Regions from separate parts of the Mus musculus genome. Here region 2 is linked to region 1. The links are chromatin contacts, called in public HiChIP or PLAC-seq maps. All regions are on one chromosome and are shown on one strand. Each heading gives the region's core, a stretch centred on a gene start, on an enhancer-like site or on the middle of the called end of the contact. The rest is flanking DNA. Distances are from core to core; before and after follow the strand shown.

Region 1 (2,700 bases), core at 10-2,509:
GAGGTAGAGGCAGGTGGGTTTCTGTGAGTTCGAGGCCAGCCTAGTCTACAGAGTGAGCTCTAATCTATGACAGCTAGGGATGGGGGGGGGAGAGAGAGAGAGAGAGAGAGAGAGAGAGAGAGAGAGAGAGAGAGAGAGAGAGAGAATGAGAACACTGCTCTTCTACAGCCTTTGGTTCCTAGCACCTCCAGTTCTGGGGGGATCTGATTCCCTCTTCTGACATCCTTGGACACTGATACACCTGGGACACAGACATACATGCAGGCAAAGTATTCATATACATAAAATAAAATAAAATAATATGTTTTTTAAAAGCATTTGCATTCCACAGAGGAAGGGCATGGTGGGTTACAAACACTCAAACCACTTCAATGGCCGTCTAAGTAGATACTTTTCTTTTTTTTTTTTTTTTTTTAAAGATTTATTTATTTATTATATGTAAGTACACTGTAGCTGTCTTCAGACACTCCAGAAGAGGGCATCAGATCTCATTACGGGTGGTTGTGAGCCACCATGTGGTTGCTGGGATTTGAACTTTGGACCTTCGGAAGAGCAGTCGGGTGCTCTTACCCACTGAGCCATCTCACCAGCCCCAAGTAGATACTTTTCAAACACTACAAAGAAATTTCATACTCGACACGAAAGACAATTCAGTCCCGTCAGACATGAAACACTCCTATAATTCCATCGCCAGAGAGCAGGTTATGAAACCAGAGCTACCCTGGAGAGTTTGATCCCTGGACCCCACATGGTAAAAAGGGAGAACTGATTTCCACAGTCATCCTCTGGCTTCCACGTGGACACCACAGACTGCATACGATCTCTCTCTCATGCACACACAGCCACACAAATAAAAAAATCCATAAATTCCTATTTCTAAGAGGTCAGCAAAGTAAAATAGGTTAGTTAGGGCAACAGCAATTCAATGTACTGTAACGTAACTGCATTCATAGTGTGCGATTGTCTTAGTTAGGGTTTTATTGCTGTGAACAGACACTATGCCTCTTAGAAGGACAATATTTAATTAAGGCTGGCTTACAGGTTCAGAGGTTCAGTCCATTATCATCAAAGAAGGAGCATGGTAGCATCTAGGGAGACATGGTACAGGTGGAGCTGAGAGCTCTACATCTTTATCTGAAGGCTGCTACCAGGCAGCTAGGAAGAGGGTCTTAAAGCCCATACCCACAGTGACATACTTCCTCCAACAAGGCCCTACCTACTCTAACAAGGCCACGCCTCCTCATACTGCCACTTCCTGAACCAAGCGCATTCAACCCATCACAGCGATAAAAAGAAAGTAACCTGTGTCTACTCACCAGGACTCATGACTTGCAGACAGTTTCGATTTCCTGACTGGTCTGCACCTCCAAACACCCAGATGCTGTGAGGAGAGCAGGAGGGAAGGAAGCTGGCATGCTCGTACCGAGGCAAGAGGCCCTCCCTGGTGGCCGTGTCCCACTGGTGTGTTCCTAGAAAACATTTATGCGATCCTTAGATTAGGGCTGTCAGCTGGTAATTCTGGTTGGATTACCAGGGCAGTGGAAAGAGGCAAAATCATAAGCAACCAACCACAAAGGGAGCAGGATCAAACTCTGATGTGGTCTCTAGTGCACGCCTGCAGGCTGTCTACCTGGTCCATGTACCTCTTTCATGGAAACTGTCTCTTCTTCCCCGTTCAGAGTCCAGTGACATATGTCTGACACTAACTTTCTACTTGTAACTAATGGGACTTGGCTGACACGGGCCACTTGGATCTAGTTTCCACTCTCATCAGTGTGGGCTACGACTTTTTGTTTTTAGATTCTGCAGAACACTCCTGGATTCTATGAAATCTCCCTCCCTCCCTTCCTCCCCCCACCCCCTCCTTAACAAATCTCTGGGCAAATAGAGTAACAATGCCAAAACTAGCTCATCCTTTTAGTTAGCAAGTCACGAATGTAGGACCTTACAGGCATCACACTGTTAGCTAATCAAAACTGTAAATGAAGCTGGTTAGTACCTCTATTTAATAGGCTACTGGGGTTCAGATGGCCTTGCTAAGGTCACTATGGCACTTGATAGCTGCTGGCATGGTGGCACAAGTCCAGGATCCCAAAACATGGAAAGTGGAGGCAGAAGGACTGTGAGTATGAAGCCAGTCTGGGCTACATAGAGAACTGGAGGCTAGGATGGACTGACAGACAGACGTGACATAACTGAGCTGGAAGGGAAGCTCCTTGGTATCTAAAAGAGTCAAGGCATCTTTTTTTGCCTCATGCTGGGAGTAGAGTTTCAAGTATCTGGACAGTATAAACAAGAGTCTGTGGTAACTGTGGCTGGGAGCCTCAGCGAGAGGTGACACCCCAGGTCTAAATGATTGTGATGTACCTATGCAAGAGTATTGATGCTCTGAAAATTATCATGAGAAGCCCAACTACGGCAATTAAAAATGTTCTAATTACATTCTATTTATTCTGTGTGTGCGTGTTTCTGTGTGTTTGTGTGTATTTGTGTGTACATTTGTGTCACAGCTCCTGTGTGGAGGTTAGAGAACAACTTTGAGAGTTAGTTTCTTCCTTTCCACCAAGTGGGTCTTAGGAAACAAACTGAGATTAGCGTTGGGAGCAGAAACCTTTACCCACTGAACCATCTCTCCAGCCTCATTTCTGTTGTTTCAAACTTGAATTATTTACAGACCAAGTGTGCATATAAAAATGGACA
Region 2 (2,776 bases), core at 254-2,753, 470 kb after region 1:
AATGCCTGCTGGGCAGATCAATGGCAGATCCTGGAAACTCAGCTTCAGGTTTATGGGAGCTGGACATTTTATCTGAAAACAGATGAGGCGAAGCTCGCAGGTAGATACTGTTACGGTTAGTGTCTCCCTGTTGCTGTTTTTCTTCTTAAGAAAATAATTCTAAATTAAAAGAGACTATAGCTATGAATCGAGGGACAGTCAGTCACATAGGCTGCCTTGTCTTGGTTGTCCCACTGTGAACAGTGGTCTGTGCAAGGACACGCACTGTTACAGGGAGAACTGTACACAGGAGGGAGGACGTGGTGTTTCCTGGTCATCTGGAGCCTGTGGGTTCCTCCCCCTAACTCCAGAAGGGAAATTTGGCTCTTAGATGACATGTTGTCTGGCCATAGAGATGGTATCATTCAGGCCTGTAGCGCTTTGCTGAGACATTGATCTCTGGTTTTCTTCAAGGAAACTCTTCTGGCCCCAGCCCACAATTTTTGAGTATTTGCTGACTGGAGGTGATAAGTTAGAGGGCAAGAGAATGAAAGAGAAATTACAAGTGATAGCTTAGGTGTGTGTGTGTGTGTGTATGTGTGTGTGTGCACGTGTGTGCATGTGTGTACTCTGGTGTGCATCCATCAGTGCATTCACAGAGGCCAGAGGTCAATTCCAAACATCTCCTATCACTTTTTACTTTATTTTTTATTACGTTTGTATTTGCTATTAATTTATTATTACTGTGTGGGTGTGTGATATATGTGTGTGGGCACACACATGGAAGTCTGAGAACAGCTTTGTAGAGTCCATCTCCCTTTCCACCTTTACTTGGGTCCTGGGAACCAAACTCTGGTCATCAGGTGTGTGTAGGAAGTGGTCACTCTGCTTAGCCATTTCTCTGGCCCCTCTGTGAACCTGGTGTTCAGCAATTCAGTAGGCTGACTGGCCAAGGAGCTCCAGGGATCTACGGGTCTCTCTAGTCCCCTGACTTCAGCCCTGGAGATACAGATGTGCCTCCCCCCTCCCCTGCCCTCGCCTGCAGCTGTTACATGTGTGCTGGGGCCTTGGCATGCACAGTTCGGGAACGCTGGAGAGGCCTCGGGACTATTTATAAACACATATGTTCTTTACCATCAACAGGTCTGCAGAGTGTGGATCAGTCTCCTATCTATTTTTAGGAAATTAATGCTCCTGGACCCAGGCAAGGTCTTTTGTTAGCTGGGCACCCAGCCAGAACTGCATTCTTCCTTTCTACTGTTTGACAAACTCTTAGACATCCCCAAGAAGCGCTGGAAAGGGAGTCGCCCTGTTACCTTGTAAGAAAATGTGGGCTGAAGCAGAGAAAAGCGGGTCCCAGGAGTTACGTGTGGTGGTGGGGGGTGGGGGTGGGGGTAGCTGGGCCATCAATGTTTAGGCAGCCGAGGGAGGTTAAGTAAAAATATCTCCTTCCTTCCAGCTGAATGAGCGTGTGTCATATTTCAGCCTGATGTGGTTTGTGAACTTGGAGACCACAGGCAGGCTTAGTTCCTTCTGCCTCTGACTTCCCCTCCCCCTCTTCTTGAGAGACGTGCCTACTTGCTCCTGCCCTGCCTTGGACCACAGGGGCAATTGCAGGGTAGGGGAGAGAAAAGCAGAGGGTGTGGTGGGTGAGGCTAGGCAGCTAAAAGCCTGGGTTGGGGTCCCTGTCTGTGCGCTGACAAAACGAAGGGTAAGGTTTGGTGCCGGCGTGCTTTTTTAATGGACTCCAGCTATCCTAAAACTCACTCTGTAGATCAGGCTGGCCCGGAACTTAGAGAGATCCACTTGCCTCTGCTCCTGAATGCTGGTATTAAAATTGTGTCCCAACATATCTGATCAGTTTTCGGCTTTGTTTTGTTATTTTTTTATTTTTTCTGGTTATTGTCTCTCCTAATCTGGCTTTTTTGAGAAGACTCCAGAAGGGTCTGAGCCATGGAGCCTGGTGGGAAACTGTTATGAGGGAGCCTGGCTGGAGGGAGTGGGCTTCCTTTATTTTGCTAAGTTGGTTAAGCAAAGGGTGTCTCGTTACTTTCCAACCTCAACAGATCTATCATTTGGTTCAAGTACTTATCAAGCAAAAGATATATATATTCCATGTAAGTCAGCCTTGAGGGTGGGGCTCTTGATTTCTCTGTTGTAGAGGCTGTGGCTGTGGCTGGGCTGGGCTGAGTAAATACTAATTAAATTTGCAGGGTGGCTTAGTGGCCTGACTGGGGGATGTGCTTCATCTCTTCATGGGCCTTCCTTCCTCATGGTAACAAGAGCTTGTGATAGAAAATTTGGAAAATGAATTTCTTTTAAAGGATAAAACCAAAACCAACTAAACAAAACCAAAGAACTATCCATAACTGCCACCACTACAAAATTTGGTATGTTTCCTTCCTGTATTTTCCTTCTTAAAAAAGATTTATTTCATTATTTTTATGTGTATATAATTGTTATCTGTCCATTGCCTGTCCATGGAGTAAGTCCATCCTAGTGAGCAATTTTTTAATATGTTCTTTAAAAATTTTTATTTACATTTGTGTGTGTGTGTGTGTGTGTGTGTGTGTACATGCCAAGGCAGGGGAACAGAGGTCAGAAGACAACTTTATGGAATATATTCTCTCCACCCTGGGGGTCATGAGTCTTGCAGTAAATGCTTCCACCCACCGAGCTACTGCTTGCCCCTGAGTTCTTCCTTCATTATTACAAATGGAGCTCCTGGCTCAGTTGTGATGTGTTTTATAGCTTTTGTTACATTTTGCCAAATTGTTACTCAGGAAGAATAACAGTG

What was found. HiChIP or PLAC-seq counts read pairs in DNA pulled down with a chosen protein or histone mark.
Region 2: a contact with region 1 is called in an H3K4me3 HiChIP or PLAC-seq map of bone marrow-derived macrophages, with 4 times the contacts expected there. The contact joins two enhancer-like sites. A contact is called at or near these places in 2 of 39 promoter capture datasets (liver and pre-B cells), 1 of 484 Hi-C or Micro-C datasets (neutrophils) and 3 of 115 datasets of contacts at active chromatin or transcription factors (bone marrow-derived macrophages, embryonic limb bud and pancreatic cancer cells).

Annotation. Positions count from the first base shown.
Region 1 is chr2:34,789,187-34,791,886 of GRCm38.p6, forward strand. Rabepk (Rab9 effector protein with kelch motifs) reads right to left here. Exons shown (of 8, transcript NM_145522.4): 4 at 1,317-1,469. Among named protein-coding and RNA genes, the nearest start is that of Rabepk, 9.4 kb to the right of the region's middle. Within about 2 kb of position 1,260, at least 93 of the 459 cell types and tissues checked have an H3K27ac peak or open chromatin away from gene starts, as enhancers often do. A contact at or near this core is called in bone marrow-derived macrophages, where this site is marked.
Region 2 is chr2:35,258,403-35,261,178 of GRCm38.p6, forward strand. It overlaps a transcript of Gsn not described here. Among named protein-coding and RNA genes, the nearest start is that of Gm39795, 14 kb to the right of the region's middle. Within about 2 kb of position 1,504, at least 86 of the 459 cell types and tissues checked have an H3K27ac peak or open chromatin away from gene starts, as enhancers often do. A contact at or near this core is called in bone marrow-derived macrophages, where this site is marked.